Linked DNA regions of Oryzias latipes: region 1 is linked to region 2. The links are chromatin contacts, called in public Hi-C maps. All regions are on one chromosome and are shown on one strand. Each heading gives the region's core, a stretch centred on a gene start, on an enhancer-like site or on the middle of the called end of the contact. The rest is flanking DNA. Distances are from core to core; before and after follow the strand shown.

Region 1 (3,113 bases), core at 468-2,967, 73 kb after region 2:
GCTGTTTTCTGAGGAAATGACTTTATCGTCACAGGGACATCCAAACCCCCACAGTAGGTAATTCCAGTGTCTCACTCTGCCCCTCCCTCATTGAACTGCTTTCAAAGTTCTTACATGCCTGAAAAGTTTCCTTCCTCAGAGGAAGGAAGTGCATGAGTGTGTTCAGTCCGGACCTGCTCTGGCAGCGGCTCCGGCATGTTTGACCCCAGGCAGCAGAGGTCGGCCCCCAGTGGGGGTTTCTGTGGGTCCTCCCAGCAGGCGCCATTGTCGTTCTGGGGGGGAGCCGCTCTGGGTGGAGGCAGACGTTTCTGCTCTCAGTCCTGTCAGACTTTCTGGGTCATTCTGTTTCTTCCTGGCTCTGCTGATTCAGTCATTTTAGAAACTGGTGACTCTGGAGGTTTTTGTCAGAAATTCTTGTCAATACTGTTGACTTTACAGAAAATCATATTTGCATTTGAAAAAATGTACGAATGAATATTTTATTGCAATGGCCAAAGTGTGGATTGTAGATAAATAAAACTATGAGGATCCAGTTTAAATATGAAACTTTGTGCCAGTTTGAATGTAATTTTAAAGTTGTCTGAATTTCAAATTGGACTTGATGGAAGATAGAATTCTAAATGTGTTACCATTTAGAGCAACACTAGCACTAAAGCTTTGATGTGGAAGCCAAACACTGGGGAGGACATGAGTGTAATTAGAGACAGCAGCCGATGTTAGTCCTGCTGCTGCTGTAATTTGAAAGAGCCTGAAGATTTGGCAGAAGGAGTCTCTTGTTGGAAGATGACAGGAAGGAGGTTCAGCAGCGCTTCACTTCCTTCCTTCCTTCCTTCTGTCTGAGGAGCTCCTCTCCTCTTTGTGTCTAGTGCCAGTGTTGTGTTTTTTTAGGTTGGCATCAGCAGATCTCTGGGTAATCTTGAGGTCAGAATCTATTCACCCTCAGGGTTCCGCTACTTCTCTGACGGACAGTCTGATCTATGTGAGGAGACGGCGCCCCCTGTCTGCTGCACCTGCAGGCGGCGCTCTGCCTCTCCTCATTCCTCATGTCTGTTGCATGCTTCACCCGTCTGCCAGCACAGGTTTGGCGCCTCTTTTTAAACTCGGTCTCTGCAGCAGATGGAGAGTGTCGCCTTTCATTCAGATGTTTTCTGCGTAGCGTGCAGCCTTCCTGAACATCTTGATAAGGGGGATTGATTCTACAGAAGAAACCTTTACTGAGTGCTTTTGAGCGGTCTGTGAGTGAAAGGGCTGACATGTGGACTGACTGAGTGGATGTGCAGATGGTCTGGGCTTTATGGGAATAAAGAGCTCAGGGTCAAAGTTGTTTAGGCTCACGGCTGAGTACAGAACGATACCTGCAGGGAAAAGGAAGACGAACCTTCTGGTGTTTTTCTTCCCTCTGATTCTGATCTTTCTTTAAATGTCACACATCCTGTTCTTCATTCAACGAGGTGTTACTTCCTGTTTTGATCGTTTTTAAGGCGAGGGGTTTGAACGGCGCAGGAGTTCATTTCTTCTGAGGAACTGGGTCAGACAGGCGGACTGTGGTCTGATCCAGGAACCGTTTCTGTTCACGTGTTTACCAACTCTGGTACAGTTTACTTTAGTGTTGATGCCGTTTGGACCAAAGCAGACATTATTGAGGAGGTGTAGGTGATGATCAGTATTTCATGGTAGAGGGGACGCTGTTTTCTTCTTCATGTTTGTTTATGGGGAAATACTGCCACCAAGGGAGCAGTTGTTGCTACTGCAGCCTTTGTTTGGTCTGCTTCACTCTGGGATCCTCTCCTGTGGGAAATCAAACCAGACCAGATGGTGTGTGTGCTTTAGCAGCATTCTTGGCCGTTTGAACCGAGTCCTCAGGACTTGTGGTATGAAAGCTGCCTGAGACTGCTGGGATGTTCGTGGAGCCTAAAAACAATGTTAAAAAGCTTCCAGGCTTTGTTTCATGAGCTCAGTTAACCCAGGACTTTGTTTCACACCGAAGCAGCTTAGAGCTCTTCTGTCCTCCTGAAAACACCTCAGGACTTGGTGTGTCCGGATCTGCGTCTCAGGCTTTAAGGCAGTGACGTTTGTGTCTCTGCCATGGATGCCCAGCTGCTGACTCTTCAGGCTCTAAACCTGGCCCTCTGTTTTCCAGGTCTTTAAAGGTGAATTTCAGCTCCCAGATTTCCTAAAAGAGCAGTCACAGGTACAGTAACACTTCTGCCTGTTACCAAGCCTTCTCTTCCGCCTCCTCTTCCAGATTGAGCCTTTTTCTGGTGTGTGTTTTCAGTTCACGCTCGGTTGAAGTTCCAGATTTCCATCTGCTCTTTAGTTCTTCATCTCCTATTTTTCTCTTGAGTTTTCTGGCCATCTCGTGCAGCCTGTTGATGTTTTCAGTTTTGGGCTCATATTTTTCTGTTGATTCTGGGTAGGGGTCTCATGCTGGCTCCAGTGCTCTTCTGCCCCCTGCTGGTAGCCTGATGAATCTGCATCTCTTCATCATCACTGTTCCTGCCGCTGAATGTTGTGACTCAGCGGTTTGTCTCTGAATGCTAACACGTCTCTTGGTCCACACAGATCCAGAAGTCTGCAGAGAAGTCCAGCCCCAGTTAGGACCAGACGGGGCGCCACCGCCGCCATACCGAGGTACAGCTTGAACCCCCACACACTAAAGTGAGCCTGAATCCTGAAGAGTGACAATGTGATGAACCAGAACTGTGGGTCATGCTGATGTTGGGTTTGGAGAGGATGTGCAGAACAGCAGCCCACTAGAATGAAAACATCTTTTGGATCAGACTGTGTCCAGGGAGGAAAATCTACTGACTGGCTGCATGAGAAACAGCTCCTTATGCAATTTTATATGCAGAGTGTGTATCTAAAAAAAACCTTAAATGCATTTATGAAAAGAGGAACTAAATCAAGTCATTCTTATATGTGATTAGAAAACTACTAGAAAAACATTAAGGCGTTGCCTTGTCCTTGCTCCGTGTTCAAACTCGGTTTTGATTTGCTAAACCATTCTGTCTCCGTTAAGCTTTTGAACCAATCAGAGCCTTTGGTTGTTTTCTCTCTGCGTAAGGCGTCGCCCAAAGGATGAAGGGAGAAGGTAAACGATTAAATGAATCCTG
Region 2 (3,064 bases), core at 385-2,884:
ATCAGTTGTTCTGCCAGGGACCATTTTTCATCTCAACTCAATTTAAATAAGTGACTTCCTCCTCCTTCCTTGGCCGTCACTGGCCTGCCCATCAGTTTTTTCTCTTCCAGTTGTTCTTCTCAGGTATAATGGAGCCAAACATTTCCTTCAGAAAACAGACCCACTATTTTTACCCATCTGCAAAACACAAAAGGAGAAGAAATGAAGGAAATTTCAGCTTGAATTCCAAAAGCAAAAGATTGCTCTCAGCCCATGGTGTTGAAAAATCACAAAATGCGGTTAAACATGCGAGTGTTTGTGGACGGACAGCCATCACGCAGCTCGCCTCTCCCTCTCCTGAAAGCCCTCAGTGGCTGAACAACATCGGAACAGAGGGTTTGTCCTCAGGTGGTCATCAGGCGTGGAACCAGACCGAACACTTAGGACACTCAGACTTTTCTGATGGCTTCAGGTGCATCTGGGATTTGCCTGCACACATTCTCCATATTGGGGCCACCAATGCAATGCAGCAAACAATCACAATCAACCGTTCTGGAACCAAGAACACCTGTGCATCACTGACATGCAGACCAACCAAAGCACAGCAGCAGTCCATAGAGCACTCAGCCATTTTCCTTTCCATGGAAATGTTGCCATGGTAGCCCTCTGCTTTGTGATGTGGAGTTAACTTTAGGGATCCAATGCAATGGCTGATGAGGAGCGAGCAGTCTCTCAGTCTGAGCAGAGCTACTGTTGAGAGAACTTTCAGAGGCTAAACAACTGTTTCATAGCTGACTGATGATTTCTGCACGTTTTCTGCCCAAGGTCCACTGCTAACACCACAGCTGCACTGTCTGGGACGGTCAAACATGCAATCAAAGCTCAACTCAACATTTGAGCTCGTTATGAAATCTGATGTTAACATTGGATGTCCACACAAGCTAAACTTTTCTGGGTTTTCTTGAACTTTTTGACCTTTGAACTGACTGTACCTCTGCCTATTCATTGATGACTCAGAAGTGTATTCATTCAAAAGAATGAATCTGGAGCCAAAAAGCATCCTCATTATTTCATCAATACAAACATCAAAGTTGAATTTTATTTTAAACGATCTGCTTTGCTGTAAGTGTACATTTGAAATCAGACAAAAAGTTTTGCCCATAAAAATCATTCAGCAAAGGGGGCTCCAGTGAAATAACTGAGAACATTTCCGTGTTCTTACATTTCTACTGAAAACGAAACAGGCAAAGATGGTGAAACGATTGAATCCTGAAAATGATCAGCTGACAAACAGAACAGTCCAGTTCATGTTTCACTGAGGTTTTTAGCGTTCGTCTGAATCATGCTTTAACCAGGAAACATGAGATCTCTGAAGACATGAGAGTTTACTCAAAGATGAGCTCAGTCACGTCCAGTGACTAATGAAGATTTTCAGACTGAACCTCACACTGGAGCTTATCCAGGATCATTTTCATAACTTGAAGAGTTTGTTGCGCCTTCTTTCTTTTTTGGTTTGCTCCACTGACAGGTGTGATGTCTGTACAGAGCAGTCAGTGCAAGAAGAGCAGCTGCACATGCACACATGTGGGGAGGATTCAGCTGATGAAGCTCAGGGAGGAGCCACCCTGCCTCAGAACTTAAAAAGGCTCAGCAGAGGTGGATCTGCATACAACAATGGCCTTCCTGCAGCTGCTTGGGTTTGTGTTTGTGCTAGCCTTCAGTGGTGTTGGTGATGCACAGCGCCGTGGTATGAGGCCCCCTCCGTGGGCAGCCAAGATGCAGAATCCTCATGTCGCTGCGACCCGGACCAGGGTTCTGGCTGGGAAAGGCCACTCCCCATCTCTGCAGGATGATGGGCTTGACTCGAAATGGATCCGGCCTGCAGGCGAGCAGCTCAAGTGGAAGTTTCCAGAACCCCCGGCAGAGCCAGTGAACAGGCCACCTGTCCAGTTCAAACTGCAACAGCCAGTGGTCTCCAACAGGGTGGCGGTAAAATGTGGGGAGAGTAAGGTCCTGGTTGAAGTGAGTCAAGACCTGCTGGGCATTGGCACACTGATCAGTCCAGATGAAATCACACTCGGTGGCTGTCCAGTCACTGAGGTGGATGACCGGTCCCAGGTGCTGATCATTGAATCGGAGCTGCATGAGTGTGGCAGCACACTAATGGTAAGGCTTCTTTTCTGTGACTCAAACTGCAGATGTTGAGACGTTTTCTTCTGGTTCCTGAATGTCTGCTTCTGTCTAGAATGACAGTGACGTCCTAAAGCACGGCTGGCCAACCCTGGTCATCAGGAGCCAAAGCCTTGCCTCATTTTTCTTTTTTTCCAGCTTTCTCTTCAAATGTTGCTGCTGATCAGCTAACACGCATAACTCCTGATTCTGCATCAAGCAGTCCAGGGTGAGCTGGAAAACGGGCAGGTTATGCCTCCTGAGGACCAGGATGAGGCAGTCCTGTCCTTAAAAAGCAGAAGCTTGGTGACACACACACTTCACAATGTGATTAAACTTCTTTCTCTTTCTCTTTCAGCTAGAGGATAATGGTTTTGTTTATACCTTCAAGCTGATCTATAACCCCAAGTCAATGGCGAGGAGTCCCATCACAAGGAGCCAGAGTACAGCCATTGGAATAGAGTGCCACTACAAGAACTAAACTGAATAAAGTTTTATGTTCTGTCATTCCATTGGTAAAGTGTCAGGTGGGTGTTGCAGCCTGTAGTTTATGATCCACCTTCAATCTTTGTAAAATACCTAATTCCTTTTTAACGTTTGAATGAACTATGTTAATGACTAAACATTTGAGTCTCCTAACTTCTCATTTCCAGGCAGCTTAAATAGTGGAGTAGTGTTTTTCTTTTGTTTTTTTTTTTAAATCTACTTTAAAGTTGTTGAAATAAATCTGAGCCAAAAAAGATTGAACAGAGTTGTTGCATCTCAATCTGAAGAACCAGTGTCAGAAATGTAGATCTACAGATGCAATCTGCTGTCAGCCACAACAGTGCATGCTGACACTAGAGCTCTTGTTTTTCACCTGTAACCTAAATGGCCGTCTGTGGTTTGAAGTGGAAGTCTGTGACATTGGCTTTTC

The links. A called contact is a pair of places that touch in the nucleus more often than the background predicts.
Region 1: a contact with region 2 is called in a Hi-C map of embryo, with 3 times the contacts expected there. The contact joins the enhancer-like site here to the promoter of LOC101161180 in region 2. A contact is called at or near these places in 4 of 5 Hi-C or Micro-C datasets (embryo, fibroblasts and gastrula embryo).

The regions. Positions count from the first base shown.
Region 1 is chr13:30,406,759-30,409,871 of ASM223467v1, forward strand. It overlaps LOC101161430 (protein-tyrosine sulfotransferase 1), which reads left to right. Exons shown (of 7, transcript XR_909917.3): 5 at 2,141-2,191; 6 at 2,563-2,658. Among protein-coding and RNA genes, the nearest start is that of LOC101174687, 15 kb to the right of the region's middle. Within about 2 kb of position 1,718, at least 2 of the 8 cell types and tissues checked have an H3K27ac peak or open chromatin away from gene starts, as enhancers often do. A contact at or near this core is called in embryo, where this site is marked.
Region 2 is chr13:30,334,241-30,337,304 of ASM223467v1, forward strand. It overlaps LOC101161180, which reads left to right and starts at 1,635. Exons shown (of 2, transcript XM_004075942.4): 1 at 1,635-2,145; 2 at 2,507-3,064. The coding sequence starts at 1,654. The coding sequence ends at 2,629.